Regions from separate parts of the Zea mays genome. Here region 2 is linked to region 1. A link is a contact called in public Hi-C data. All regions are on one chromosome and are shown on one strand. Each heading gives the region's core, a stretch centred on a gene start, on an enhancer-like site or on the middle of the called end of the contact. The rest is flanking DNA. Distances are from core to core; before and after follow the strand shown. Region 1 holds the start of LOC103642400 (auxin response factor 21). Region 2 holds the start of LOC118476096 (exocyst complex component EXO70I).

Region 1 (7,823 bases), core at 3,581-6,080:
CTGCACATCAAATTCAGCCCAAGGCATGTCTGGCTGAGTTTTTTTGAGCCACAGCCACCTCAGATTCAATGCCCAACCAAGAATTTTAAGATTGTGTATGCCCAAACCTCCCAGGCTTAAGGGTTTACAAACCCTATTCCATCCCACAACACAATGGCCACCTTTGACATCCTTTTTGCCCTTCCACAAAAATCCGCTCCTGGTTTTGTCTATAGCCTTGACCACCCATTTAGGGCATTGAATTGCAATAAGGTGATAAATAGGGATGGCAGTAAGGACAGATCTGACAAGGGTTAGTCTTCCATCTTGGTTAATTAAAGGAGCCTGGCAGCTTATTAGCAACTTTATCAATAAGTTCCAAGAACACACTTCTAGGCAGTTTCTTGACAGAAAGTGGAAGCCCCAAATATTTGCAAGGAAAACCTATAATGTTGCAAGGGAATAAAGTCTGTGCTTCTCCAACACTTTGATCATTACATTGGATAGGAGTCATACTGCATTTACTTATATTGGTTTAAGCCTGAAGCCTCCCCAAAAATCCTTAAAATCACCATGACCACTGTGATCTCCTCTCTGTTTGGCTGTAAGAATAGTACAACATCATCTGCATACAGGGAAATCCGTTGACCATTTCCATGTCTCAATAGTGGCTGCAACAATCCCCTTTCCTGTGCCTTTAGAGTCAGGGAATTCAAAACATCCATTACCAGGATGAAAAGCATTGGGGACAGAGGGTCCCCTAGCCTTAGCCCTCTTTGATGCTTGATAATCTTCCCTGGTTCACCACTCACAAGGACTCTTGTTGAAGAAGAGTATAACATTTTAGAAATGATGCTGCACCAAACAGGTCCAAAACCCAAATGTCTGAAGATTTCTAACAAGAAGGGCCAAGATACAAAGTCAAAAGCTTTTGTAATATCCAATTTCAGCGGGATACGAGGCACCTTTTGCCTATGAATAGCCCTTGCAGTCTGTTGAACCGAAATAAAATTATCATGGATGTTTCTTCCCTTCACAAAGACACTTTGATTTTTTGACACTAAACAGGGAGCCTGGTGCAAGTCTGGTGGCCAACAGCTTAGTTACATTTTTTGCAAAACTGTTTCAGACTTATTGGCCTAAAATCTTTAACTTCCAATGCCTCATTATTTTTGGCAACAAGGTCACATAAGCTGAATTAAGGAGATGCAGTTTAGAAATAACCCCTTGAAGCACTCTGTTTATAGCTGCCATAAAATCAGACTTAACAACTAGCCATGCCTTTTTATAAAATCTCCCAGCATATCCATCAGGCCCAGGGGCTTTGTCAGATGGGAGAGCTTTAATAATATTACACACCTCCTCTTCACTGAAGGTTTGATCCAGATCATGTAGATTCAAGGCCGGCCTATGGAAGGCATCTAGATTTAGAATAGAGCCCCTGTAAGGTACTGTCCCAAGAAGATGGTTATAAAAATCCCACACTGCCTCTTTTTTATCTTCCTGCTCAAACAATAATCTGTCCCAACCTGCAACTTCCCAATGAAGTTTTTTCTCTTCTTATATATGGCATGCTGGTGAATATGAGGAATTGGCGTCTCCTTCTTTCAACCAAAGTAAACCACTCCTCAGACGGGCTACAGTTCTCTCCAAGGATGCCAAAGCCAAACTATGATGTTTAATTTACGACGAAGCCATTCTTCAGAGGGGGACAAACTTCTAGAATCCCTTTCAATTTCTAGCCTGTGAAGAATCTCTTTGGCCATAAGGAGCTGCTGCTTAATATTGCCCACTTTTTTATGACTCCAGGCCTGCAATTGTCTAGACAACCTCTGCAATTTGGTAGCGAAAATCTGAAGGGGACAATTTGCTTCCACAGGCTGGGACCAAGAAAGCTCAACAACTTCCATGAAGCCCTCCAATCTGGTCCAGAAGCTCTCAAAATGGAATCTCCTCTTCCCTTGGGTGAGCTCATGCAAACCCATTAAAAGAGGGCAGTGATCAGATATTAAAGAAGCAGAGCTTTGAAGAACACAATCTGGAAAACCATCATCCCAATCTGCTGTACAGAAGACCCAATCCAGGCGTACTAAAGTAGGGTTAGCCCGTTCATTGGACCAAGTATATTTCCTTCTCAACAACGGTAACTCCTTTAATTGCAGATCATTAAGAAGCCGCCTGAACCTCCCCATCATAGCCCTGTTCAGGTTATCATTATTCTTATCATCGGCTTGATAAATAAGATTGAAATCACCTCCAATCATCCATGGGCCGTTACAAGCAGAGCAGACCATCTGAAGTTCCTGAAAGAACTGTAATTTGAGGTCATCTGAATGGGGGCCGTAAACTCCTGTGAACCACCATGCTGATCTTCCTTCTTGCTGAAATTGTGCTATAACTGAAAAATCGTCAATCCTTGTCTGAGCAACCCTGCAAACAGAGCTTTTCCAAGCTAACAGAATACCACCACATGACCCAGCCGCAGGCAGAACCAAGGAATCATCAAAATCATTACCCAATAAGGATAAAAGCATAAAGTGAGAGATGGAGGCTTTCTTCGTTTCTTGCAAACACACAATACACACTCTACAGTCTAATTTGCTATACTGACTACCAAAGAATACCATAACAGCAATAAGTTAAACATCCACAGAAAGACAAGGACTTCATTCTCCAAACTTTACCTAATAAACAGGACTGAATCACCAGCAAGGAGTCTCTTTCCACTGACAAATAGGCTCCAGCCAGTAGTCAGCAAATGCCTTTTAGGCTGGCCTGATGAAGGAGAACTTTTAACAAAATATGAAACAATGTGTTTATGAAATAGCAAGATAGGTCTATTATGAGTACAAGTTACTAATAAAATTATGAAATTAAAGAAGGTAAGTGATATTTGAATAAGAACTAGGTGAAGTTTTATTAGTTCCTTTAATGCCCACTACGAAATTTGATGCAGTTTTTTTACAGACTTGCCTCGATATATATGACGGAATGTCCAAATTGCATCGTGCAAATCCCTGGCCTGCAGTTCCTGAGCAGGAGGCTGCACTGAGAAGTCCTGCACAGTGCATCACAGACAGATTAAAACGATTAAGAAAGCCAACAATTCAGCTTTTGACCATTATAGAGTGTAAAATATTCTTACAAGATGGGGGAAAATTCGCTCTGCAGCACGCCGTGGCACAGAGAAACCTCCATGAGTGCTTGTATCACTTGCAGTCAGTGTTTTACAAAAGAACTCTGTCTGTGGTCTGGTTTGTTTCAGTGCAAGCTCTGTTGCCAGCAACGTCTCCTTGTCACAATGCGTCACCTAACAGTACCAATTCCAAATTCAAGGTGGTACAGGTACATCCTATAATACAGCTGATATAATTGATGATAGGGAAGTGTGACCTACATTGCTAACGGGCTGGAGAGTCATTCGAGCGTAAACCTCATCTGTGTCAGGATCAGCCTGTCAATTTTTGTTGATAGATACATTAATCAAAATCGTTTGCATAAAAGAGAACTAGCTCAACAGCAGTTATTTTTCATACTGTATTGAAGGAAGCATTTCTTACAAGCATAGTGACACTACGGAGTATGCATATAAGCTTAGATGAGAGATTTGGATAGCTCGGAATTTTGGCATCTGCATCCTTTCGCATAGATGCTGCTACCTGAAATTGGCATCAAGGAATGAGAATTGTTCACCATGGAATTCCGAACAACTTTCACAATTATTAGCAAATAAAGAAGGGAATTTTTAACTGTTTTATTTTTTAGCTTTTTTATAACCCAAATATAAATCTGGCACACAATACATAGGCATTTCATATGAAATTCCATTTTAGTTGGGAAAACAAGCCAAAGACAGACGCATATAACTAAGATCAGGCCCTAATTCCCCAATCGGTTTGTACGCAAAAAAAAAATACTGCTTGTCTAGCCACTAAAAAAAATCTATACTGAGCTATACATGGCAAACGAGAGCTCAACATCACAGACAATAAATATATAACTATCATGTGAGTTAAGCATCAGCCTTGGCAAAGCAAAGGATATCAAATAGAAACAAATTAAGGCCACACTCCGTTCAGCTGCAGGGAGAAAGATTGGAGCAGTTGTAGAACATCAAGCAAGGGGCACAAAATACTATGTACTCAGTCATGTCATGTCACCCAAAGAAGCTAAAATTAGTTGAAATACAACAACATTACTAACAAGAAACAACCACAAAACTGCCTCAATTGTGAGTACGAGACGCCACCGGGAAAAAATGCTCTTTTTTTTTGTCGGGAGACAAATGGAAAGCAAGCATTCGGCGGGGAAGCTCAAGAACCAGTTGGCGCCGAAAGGCGAACCAACCACGGAAGGACACGCGCGCGGCGCGCATCTCCGGAGAACACGAGGAGGCGACAAGAAAGAGACAAGACAAGGCACGCCACGCCACGGAAATTCGCAGCAAGAGAACAAATTTCAGAAATAGAAGGCGCAATCCCGCTCATCGGGAGCTTGAAGGGGGTGGAAAACGGCAGCTTTGATCAAGAATCGGCGCGAGGGAGGGAAGGGGAAGAGACCTGCTCGCTGTGTCCCTGCGGGAAGTAGACAACGAGGCTCCCCGCCGGCGGCAGCGCCACGAGCGGTCCCGCGCACGCGTACCACAGCTCCTCGTTGACCTTGGTGCCCCCGGCCCCCTCGCCTCCGGCGCCGCCCGAGCTCGTCCCCGGCGCCTCCATACTCCGCGTCTCCGCCGCCGGCGACCACCAGTCACTCAATCTGAAGAGCTAACTATCTCCGTCGCCGCCGCCGCCACCGCCGCCTCTGGCCAGGAGGCATCGCCGGGCGGCCGGCGAGGAGGGCGGGTCTGAGAAGCAGGTCGCGAGCAGAGCAGGCAAGCAGCGAAGTGCCCGAAGAGGAGAAAGAAAGCGAAGACCCGGCACTCGGCAGCGGCGGGCGGCAGAGAAAGGAGCAAGTGAGCAACAGAATAAAGAAGTCCTTTTTCCTGCGTGCGTGCCATTATAAAAGTCGGTATAATCGCCGGTGTGAGCGTATTTCTAAAGTATTTTTGGAGTTGTTTATCTAAAGGAAATCGATCGTATAAGGTTTGAGTGTGACCTTACGCTCACGATGAGGCCATCGCCCACAACCGGCATAGCTTGCCAAGCTCGGCTCGGAACCGCGCGTGCTCTCTCGCTCGCTGGAAATGGCAATAATTACAGTGTCGCTTTGCTCGTGCCACCGTACTGTTAAGCCACTAGTACGTGCTAGTTAATTTCTGGTTAGCTCATTGATTAATCAGAGCACATCTGGAATCTGGATGCAGCAGTACAGCAAGCACGAGTGGACGAGAATTTTGCAGGACTCGCACGCACGAGTGTTCAAATACTATAATACAGTATAAGTAAATTGGGTACCTCTTCTTATCACCTTTTGTAGGTTAAATCTATTGGTGCATACAGTTTAATATACTATACGTGTGAAATTTTCTCCCTTTTTTTCTTGGCTTAAGAGAAAAACACACGTACTATTCTACTTCAAAATGTCTTTATGGTGGAATATGTTAGAAAGTTAGGCATTTTTAGTTTTAATTTAATCTAGAAAATCAGTGCGATATATGTGATGACATGTATGTGCATGTGTGTATAACTACTCGCATAAGCAGTAAACAGCAATGAAACATGCACAAATACGAAGAACAGAGTGTACCCAGCGGAGGGACCGATGCTCAAGGCACCAGTGGCTCCATTCACACGAGACATCTCGTGTGTTTGTTCGATGTAGTCGTACGAAGTCGGTGCAGGAAGATATACGCAGTGCAGTCCCTCGAACGGTCGCCGGGAAGAAGAACAGCAGCACGCGTCAACTTGGGTAGGCGACGAACAGCAAGTTGTGGACGATCACGCGAGCAGTCGCGAAGACGCTCCCCAAAAATCTGATCGCCCGCACACCCGTGCAAGTGTATCTCTGCGGTCAGTGATTTCGGAGGCCTGCTCTCCCACTCTCTCTGTGCTCGCAGAAGATGGGACGGGAATGTGTTGTTTGCAATTCGCGTGACTGGAAGAGCTCTCCCTCTCCATTCTTATAGCCGGTCAGAAGAAGGGAGAAGAGCAACGGACAGAAACGGTCGCGCATTAGAACTGGAAACTGACGACAGTAACTGACGTCCGTTACTAGCCATAAGACAGGAAACGGACGGTTATTATGACGGTCATCAATCCAGGCAAAATGCGCAACCGTTTGAAAGGAATATTCGGACCAAGGTCCGATCTACCACGAGCCACGAGCCACGGCCACGGCCACGGCCACGGCCACGGCCCGGCCGGCGGCGGCGGCGGCGGCGCGCGCGCGCGTGTGGCAGTCTTTCATTCTTTTCTCAACTTCTCAATAGATGCACCAATGGTCCACCTATTTAAGTTGATTGATTTGTCCTTTGAACTTCCAATATGGTACTAAATAATTAGTACACCATAGCATTAAAGTGGGCCATTAGCATTGACTATTATTGAATATTAATTTGGGCCAAGCCCACATTAATCCAACAATCCCCACCAAATGCTAAGTCACACAAAAAAGCTCTCATCATCTCAAACGTTTGATATACTGGTGTTTCGATGGAGACTGTTAAGTTGAACATCCACCTAGAACTTAGACTACACTTGACCACAACTGCACAATGGACTAGGCCTTGAATTGGCAGTTTTGCGTGGAATGAGTTTCATCTAAACTCTTTACCAGTACTAGATTGCTGAACGCATCCCCTCTGGTTGGAGCATATAAGTCAAACTCCATAGCCTTTCATGGGTATCTAGAGACCACCCAGATCTCATAAACTGTGACTAGCAGTTAACCCATATAGGTATGTTCCTCTAAAGATGTTCTGTAGGACAACATCTTTGCTTCACAAAGCCACTTGGAACATATTAAGGTGTAAACACCAACCTACCTTACAGTAAGGAAAGATATGCATCTGAAATGAGCCTTATTAAGGGTCTTTCCTCTCAGTCTACCACTAGCTTGTTTCACCATTCTAATTCACGGGATCTCCGATCACATAGAACAGGTTACCACTATGATAAACTTTAGGTGGGTCTCATGCCCATCTCACTTGATGCACTATCTATCACACTACGTGATAGCCCCTTAGTAAATTGATCTGCCAGATTTTTAGACGTATGGACATAATCCAACGCTATTACTCCGGAGTTTCTCAATTTCCTGACAGATTTCAAACGCCTCTTTATGTGCCTTGTCGACTTCATATTATCCTTAGAACTGTTTATCTTAATTATTACAGTCTGATTATCACAGTTCATGGAGATAGCCGGCACAGGTTTTTCAACCACCGGTAAATCCATAAGGAGTTCACGAAGCCACTCAGCCTCAACTGAAGCGGTATCTAATGCTGTGAGTTCTGCTTCCATAGTCGACCTCGTTAAGATGGTCTGCTTGCAAGACTTCCATGAAACAGCACCACCTCCAAGTGAAAACACATATCCACTTGTGGCATATATCTCATCAGCATCAGATATCCAGTTTGCATCACAATAACCCTCCAACACTGTTGGGTACCCGGTATAATGGATGCCTAAACTCATAGTACCCTTTAGATAGCGCAAAACTCTCTCAAGAGCACGCCAGTGATCATCTCCCGGATTTGAAACAAATCGACTAAGTTTGCTCACAGCAAATGAGATGTCAGGCCTCGTAGCGCTAGCTAAATACATGAGTGAACCAATTATTTGGGAATATCTCAATTGATCCCTAGCTATCCTTCGATTTTTCTTTAATAGCTTACTAGGATCATAAGGCGTTGGAGCAGGTTCACATTCGCTAAAACCAAAGCGACTCAAAACCTTTTCCAC
Region 2 (7,823 bases), core at 2,257-4,756, 210 kb before region 1:
TTTGTAAAAAAACTTAAAATAGCTTATCTAAATAGCTATCTAAATATAGACACCTTCTATTCCGGATTTCTCGCTAGCTATATATAGAAAATATGAATGACTCTCCAGATATAAAAAGACTATTGGAGATTGAAAATATATAAAAAGTGATTTTTATGCAAACGGTGCTCCAAATGATAATTTAGAGAGTGAAAATTAGGTCCCAATTGGTAAGACTCTTCCTCTGCCAGTTTCAGCCCTCTCTTGATTCTCTAAGAAAACAACTCCCTCTTTATTTTTAGAAATAGCTCTAGAAAAAAACAACATATTTGATTGGAAATATAGCTTTTCTTGTAGCTTTCATCGTCGACGAAGAGAAAAATATGGGAGATGAGTCGGTAGAAGCTCATTTTTTTTGTCTCCTGGCTGCTGTTTTTTTAGGAGCTCCTCCCTCTTTTTTAGTAAGAGCTTATTAGAGAGCCTCCTTTTGGTAGAAGACTCTTTCTCTTTGTCATTTTTTAATTATCTCTATAGTTGGGTGGATCCATACAAATTTAGCCCCTAGTTTAACTTCGGCCAACAATAAATATAATAGTAATACAAATTTCAGAAATATATTTCCAACCTTTTAAATTTATCTAGTTTCAAGTACATACTGCGATAAAATAGATTTTGATAGATCCAATTGGCTTTGAAGATTTAACACAACGTTTTTTGCAATAACAGAACTGAAGCATGCATTTCGCTATTTTTAGACGCCGAAGAAGCCCTCCAGATTGCCGCTGCTCCTGGACTCCCGCCGGCTCCTCGCCCGGCCGACGCTGCCGGCGGTTCCATCGCTCATTTCGTCGAACACGCGCCCAACCATTCCCTCGATGATGTCCAGCGGCAGCAGTTGTTTCCGGCAGCCAGCCAGGGCCTTGTCGTTTGCCTTCAAGAACCCGGCGTACGCGCCGCGCACCGCCTTGGCCGCCGCGATCTTGATCTGTCCCCGGAGGTCGCCGTCCGGTATCTTGTACTCGGCCCCGTGCCGCCTCACCCGCTCCTCGAGCTTGCCAGCGAACGCCGCCGCCTTCTCCTGCGCATCGTCCGGCGGCCAGGTCTTCGGCGCCCCGGAGCTGCTGCCGCTGATGAGCCGGACCAGCGGGGTCCACACCGCGTCCTGGTACTCCCACGCCGCCTCCTCGGCCGCCGCCTTGTACCGGCGCCGCATGGTGTCCTCGCCCACCAGCTTCGCCAGCTCCGTGCCCCGGGCGCGCATGTAGATGTACCAGTACGCGTTCATGGCCATGACGTGCGACGCCACCGTGTCCGGGCATACCCGGCGCGCCGCCTCGACGTGCCGGTGCAGCGCCTCCAGCACGCTCGCCGCCGCCTCGGCGAGCGGGGCGCGGTCGCCGCCTTCGCCCGCGTCCTCCTCGTCGCCGCGCTCTAGATCCGCGCGCAGCGCGGTGTCCATGAGCGCGCGGTAGTCGTCGGACGCTAGGCACTTGAGGTAGTTCACGGCGTACCGCACGACCTTGGGCACGTGCCCGGCGTCGGCACCGGCGCCGGTGACGTAAAGCGTCTCGATGCGGAGACCGAACTCGAAGAACACGCCGGCCGCGGTGCGCCCCAGCGCGCGCTCCACCTCGCGCGTGCGCTCGCGGATGGCGACCAGCGTGGCCGACCCGCTGGAGAAGAGCTCGTCCAGGCGCTCCCGCTCCCGGACCACCGCGTCGAGCATGTCGAGCAGCTTGAACAGCCTCTGCGGCTCGCGCGCCGCGGCGGCCACGCCGTCCGCGAAGCGGAAGAACGCCGCGACGATGCGGGCGGCGATCTTCGCAAAGCACTCGGGCCAGACCGCCGGCGGCAGGGGCTCGAGCACGCGCTCGCAGAGCCGGCTCTCCGCGGCGAGCACGGAGGCGATAGCCACGTGGAAATGCGGGCTCCATAGCGCCATGGCCGACTCCAGCGACTCCCACTCCATTGCGTCGATCTCCTCCGGCGTGTACGACTTGAGGTACGCCGGGTTGAGCCGCATCATCGCCTTGGCTGCTCTCCTGTACCTCGTCTGAGTGACGTCACCCCACAGTTATTTCGGTTACTCACATCGCAACTGTCTGTCACGACAAGGCTAGCTGTAGTAGAGGTTAGAGAAAACGAATCACCTTGACGTAGATGTCAAGGCAGATGTCCAAACAGTCGTTGGCGGCGAGCGTTTTGGCCATCCTTGCGGCGGCCTCCACTTCGTCGTCAGTGCCCAGCTCGTGCCCGGCCGTGTCATCCTCGGCGCCGGCGACGTCGTCGTCCACGGGCGCCGGGTGCTTCAGCCTGAGGAGCAGCGCCTCGAAGAGCTCCTGGAGGCCGAGGAGAGCATCGTCCAGCGGGCCCTCGAAGCGCATCTCCTCGGCTTCCGTCTCGTACACCGCGCGCAGCGCCGCGGCGGCCTCGGTCAGCCTCCGGACGCGGCCTCGGCCGGCTGCCTTGGTCCTGCCTAGGAAGCCGACCGCCTCCTCCACCCTCCGGACGGCCTCTTCGCCGCGCGCCACCACCTCCTCGATGGCGTCCCGCAGCTGGTCCACGCGGTCGACGAACGCCACCGCGCTTTCGGCGTCGCCCGGGTTGGCCGGTGGCGCGGCGTCCTCGGCGAGCGCGGACACGCGGCGGAACTCCGCGAGGAGGGGATCGGCCGGCGCGACGGCGCGGTCGATGCGCGCGCTCAGCGCGCGTGCCGCCACGGCTTGGGACTGGAGGTGGTGGGAGGACGACGGCGAGGCGCTGGACAGGAGCTCATCAAGGCGGTCACCGATGGCGTCGATTTCGACCTCAGCCTCAGCCGCGGCGGAAAGCACCGAGACGATGGCGGCTCGCGAAGCATGAAGCTTCGCAAGAACAATAGTGGTGTCGGTGCCGGCATCGGCATCTTTGGTCGCCGGCGTTGACGCGTCGGGGCACATGGCCGGCGGCCGGCCGGTGTTTGAGCCTGAGGTAAACACGCGTGTGACGATGCCTCTCTCACGACTGTCGCGCGCCTGCCTTGTGTAGCCACTGCATGTCTCTCTCACCATTGGTTGCGACGAAGCTTTGTAAAAGCAAAAATCTTGGAGCTTAGCGGCCACTTAGGACAAATGCCCATCTTTGGAGATTGCACCGCGTTGTTGCAGAGTACTAGTAGTAATTTGGAGATGTACAACTGTGGTTCGATACACAAGGTTCTGGAATTTTGCAGCAAATAGCTGGCACGAAAATAATGCAACCAAAGCAAATTTGGTCTGATTTACTTGACAGCCAGGACTTCTTGTATTATAGAGTAACAGTAACATGTGTCTTAGTAGTCAAACAATACCTCTCCATGAAATGCTTCAACGTCTACAATACCTTTTTTGTTAACCACTCCATGAAATATGTCCTGCTAGTGCATCTTTTCAAACTTGTAGATGCTGGCACATATTTTTCTAAAACTTGACTAACTCTTGATAAGTTTGACTTAGTACAAAACATAACTGAACTATAATTGGAACACTGAGGGTGTAGCATACACAAATGCTAATATAGTTCTCGTATGAGAAATTAGAACAAAGTCTATTTGCACATTTCCCACAACAACACTCGTTTTTGGACCAGTAGATGTATAATATTGTGTAACATTGAGACTCATTAAGAACCGGATAAATGCCCCACACATACAAAACATGCAACATTCAGTGACAAAAGGTTCATGAATAGTCCTTGTTTTTCATTAGTAGACAAATTTCGCAACAACGATGCCTGGGGCCAATGCATACCCAGTCCAGGTTGAGTCTGCTCAGAGTTGCTAGTAGTTAGATAATCCCAGGTCAGCGAAGGCCAATTGGCTAGTGCTGCTAATCAAGGGTGCAACCAGCACAAGATGGCCTTCTTCTCTCCTAAATGGTTGGCATGTGTGCGACTTTTTAAGAAGAAAAAAATGTTGAAAATCCGACACAGCGCAACAAATTTATTCTGTGACAATGCAAGAGCCCGACTTCTTCAAGCTCCTGCTACGCATGGAGCCGTGAACTCAAAAGAAGGTCCTTCCATGCCTCGTAAAACATCCAGGTGACACCGGACGTTGGCATGACCTTCAGGGAGCTCGCCGCCCATCCTCGGAAAAGCCCCTTGGCACCCTCCTCTTGGATCACCTCGGCTAACGCCGCGATCATGTGGGGTGGGCACTTCCCTTGCAGGGATCCTACCATAAGGCGCTTCCTTGCCACTTCAAGAGGGAAGCTGATCGTGCTTGCAGTTAGACCTAGAAGGTTCAAATTCAAACAACTGTGAGACAGGACAGCCGACGTGGAATATAACACACTTCCTAGTCTGTTTCAAGAAGTTTGGTGAATTGCATATTGGCTAACAAATTGAAACGAAGTAACACTTTACGTGCAACTGAATCTAACCTGAAAGAGCCCCGATAACCAGCAGCTCAGGACGGCTCAAAGATTTCTTTTTGTGCGCACGGCAGTAGTTAGTCTTGATGGTCTCGTACATGAAATAGTAGCATGTGCTATATGGAAGCATGCCAACCAACGTTGGGCAGAGGCCAGCATAAAGACCACCAATGCCATCAGTTCGGTAGATCTTGCTGAAGGCAATGGCAATACTAGGATAAGCCTCACGGTTGACAGTCATGCGATCCTGCGACACGAAGAACAGCAAAAAGTAATCGATTAACTAAATAAGAGGCCTCACAAATTTCTGTGAAGTTTGCTGGTTTGCCATTTATTTGGAATAGGCAATAGAAGTCAGAAATATAAACCAGACCCCAAAAAGAAAGTAAGGAAAATGAACCTAACATTCCATGAATAGTGCCCACAGATATTCAAGATGCGGATTTAGCTCTGAAGTACCTTAAGAACCTCAAGAGGATGACACACCAAAGTGCTAGCTATTCCAGCTGCCGCACCTCCAATCGCAATCGGCGATAGTAAGTGAAATGGCAACTGAATTTTCAAATCGCCGAGTTGTATCTTTGGGCATCCTTCCTCTTTCCATTTCTCTTGTGCCGAGGCCATACTCCTTTTGACACATTCAAATGTCCCGAGCTCAATTGCTTGAGTTGGGATAATCCGGAGCATATTTATTGTATTACCTGCCCAGAGTCCTTGCCAGCCATTATGTTCAACAATCTCCACAAAGCTACCAAAAATATGTTTTGATCCTACCCCTACAACCATTCTTGTCCTGAAATTGATCAAAGCATATCAGATTACTTGTAGATACTCTTTTATAAGTAGAAAGAGCACTTTTGATATTTATCTGAATCAATGGCAACATACAGCAAAATAATTGTATATTATTTAGCTAAGTGTGCTTGGTGTAGTAAATTACTGCAGTTAGAATAGCAAGTGGGTATCACTTCATTGAAAGATATATATTAGTACCATCATAATATAATCGGCAGAGTTAAAAGAAGATCAGAACCCTCCTCTGTAGTTTCTTTAGTTCCTCCTGTTGTTTTTGTTCCTTCCTCTGGAGTGTCTCTCTTTCTTTCTTTGCCTCCTGATACTCGGTGCTATGAGGTCTGGGACCTCATTGTTTTTGTTGTTGGTTCAAACTCGATTTCTCTCTTTTCTTTTGTCAATAAATTTCAGTAGGGGCTTTGCCAGATCATTAAAAATTGTAAACAAACTCATTTCCTAGTGTGGGCGACGAACTTTATCATGCAGACCCAGTGCCAGAGGTTCCCACATGAGTGTCGTGTGGGGGAAAGGATAAACCAAGACAACCCTCCCCTTGCAAATACGGAGAAGCTACTTCAAATCCGTGACCTAGTAACTTAGTGAGACAGCTCTCACAACTGCACCGGGCTTGCCCTTCTAGGAACTTTCTCATGCATCCAAACTAATATATTTTGAAATAGCAAGACACCAAACTTAGGATTATGAATAGACAAATCTGGAGAGCAAAATATGACAACTACCTGATAGTTTCTAAGGGAGCAAGAACAGCCTTAGTCATTGCACCAGCCAATGCTCCACTCACGAATTCTGCAACTTCTCTATTCCTCAGAAAAGTCTGCATTAGATACAAGTCTTAGATCAATGTCTCATAACTCCTTCAGCAATTAGCAATATTTGAAAACTCATAAGGAACTCTATTTTCAAGAAGTTCCAACTCTGAAATAATCCTAAGCATCTGCAAGTGTTTATCGGGGTAGAAAATGCAATAGAGAAGATGGAAAAAATAAACTCACATACAATATACAGCTATCATCATTATTATTCCTTTTGATTTACAATGAAAGCAACAAAGCTAATGAACATCACTTGTCGTTTTATTAGTAAGACATAGGCACTTGTGCATTCCCAGGTAACTTGGTGAATGCTGACCAAAGCTATTATGAACCTATTACTTCATGCATTTTGTCAAAACCTAATCCAAATTGCACTATTTTCTTTCTTTAGGAAACATCCTCAGTCCGTAACTCTGACCAAGTGAACAAAACTGTGAATGACTAATGATTACACATTTACACTGCAGCTCATTGGGTTGCGGTTGCCTAGCTGGTGGCATGAAAGTTCCTAGGCAACATCACAAAAAGCTGGGAAGGTTGGATTGTAGTTGCTTATCAATATTAGTCCAACTTGGAAGTTGGAAGTGGACAGGGAAAGGAAAAACAAGGTGACTTAACTAAAAGACAGGTATACATGGTAGATGCATAAAAAGTTTAAAACAAGGAAAAATACTGAGTTCTGACTTCTGAAGGACAAAATATATTGTCTTTTTTGGAAGGAACATATCACACAAACGTGGTGGAAATAAAATTGTGGAAGCAATCAGCACCCAAAACAGCTACTTGCTTCAATGAAATTGAAAAATAGCTAATGATACAAAACGGCAGCATCTGTCGGAAGCTTCCTACGCCTACAGTGCATCTATAGCTTTCAACCGGTCAGCAGTCAGCACCAGGTCTATTTCTGAAGAAATATCTACCTAAGATAAGTACAAAAAAACATCCAGCAGGCATGGGACACGAGGCAGATGGCAATGGGACCCATGCACACACCAACATAATCTTACCAGTAGAATTCCTTGACCTCATCTGATCTATATGGACAAAAAGAAAACACCGATCTGAATTAACTATACATTTCATCTCAACGAGTTACAAAGCAACAGTTTGGGATGCCCGCCTAGACCGCAAGCCAGTACCGAACTTGCCAACAACCACCAACTGTTAAACAGCCAGCTAATCAACTACTATTGAAATAGATAATGAGGTGACTTTGATATATCTGTATACGAAGATCCCTGGATAAGGATTCGAAGTAAGCTACCAACATGTTGGTTGCAATATTTTAATAGATCTAATAAGTGTGGTAGTCTGAAACCTCTGCAGCAAACAGTTACTAGATCGGAGCAACAACAACAACCTTCAAGCACGAGGGGCCGTTTGCCGATTGAATCATCCACAGATATGCATCAGGTCACAACAATGAATGAATGAATGAATAATAATAACAATAAAAGTATTGCCTTTACAGCAAGGCTGATTTCAAAAAATCCCAATCGCCCACAAATCCTATCCTCATGCGAGCAATTCAGCAAACAGGCACCCACGCTCTGAACGGCAAAGCAAAGGTCCCGCGTCTGTGCCCCGTCTGCGGTGTGCCCAAACCAATCCAATCCACACCCACATGGTCAGTTAAAACTGACTAAGCCACCGTCACACTCATAACACGCCCCATCCATCCAGATTCCAGATCATAATACCAAGCACGAAGCCGAGATCTGCAGACCAGAGCAGAGCAGTTACTCACCCTAGCGGCGGCGCCTACGTCGGGCAGCCTGGTGGCGAGGTCCCGGACGACCCGGGCGGCGGCGTCGAGGCCGTCGTCCTT

What was found. A called contact is a pair of places that touch in the nucleus more often than the background predicts.
Region 2: a contact with region 1 is called in a Hi-C map of ear, with 4 times the contacts expected there. The contact joins the promoter of LOC118476096 here to the promoter of LOC103642400 in region 1. A contact is called at or near these places in 4 of 25 Hi-C or Micro-C datasets (ear, leaf and tassel).

The regions. Positions count from the first base shown.
Region 1 is chr1:194,729,883-194,737,705 of Zm-B73-REFERENCE-NAM-5.0, reverse strand. It overlaps LOC103642400 (auxin response factor 21), which reads right to left and starts at 4,830. Exons shown (of 13, transcript NM_001365477.1): 1 at 4,539-4,830; 2 at 3,540-3,638; 3 at 3,377-3,433; 4 at 3,125-3,289; 5 at 2,953-3,037; 6 at 2,664-2,754. The coding sequence starts at 4,697.
Region 2 is chr1:194,938,114-194,945,936 of Zm-B73-REFERENCE-NAM-5.0, reverse strand. It overlaps LOC118476096 (exocyst complex component EXO70I), which reads right to left and starts at 3,506. Exons shown (of 2, transcript XM_035964206.1): 1 at 2,130-3,506; 2 at 589-2,032. The coding sequence starts at 3,029. The coding sequence ends at 731. It overlaps LOC103642440 (probable mitochondrial adenine nucleotide transporter BTL1), which reads right to left. Exons shown (of 5, transcript XM_008665715.3): 1 at 7,743-7,823; 2 at 5,903-5,997; 3 at 4,830-5,163; 4 at 4,380-4,617; 5 at 3,619-4,231. The coding sequence ends at 3,981.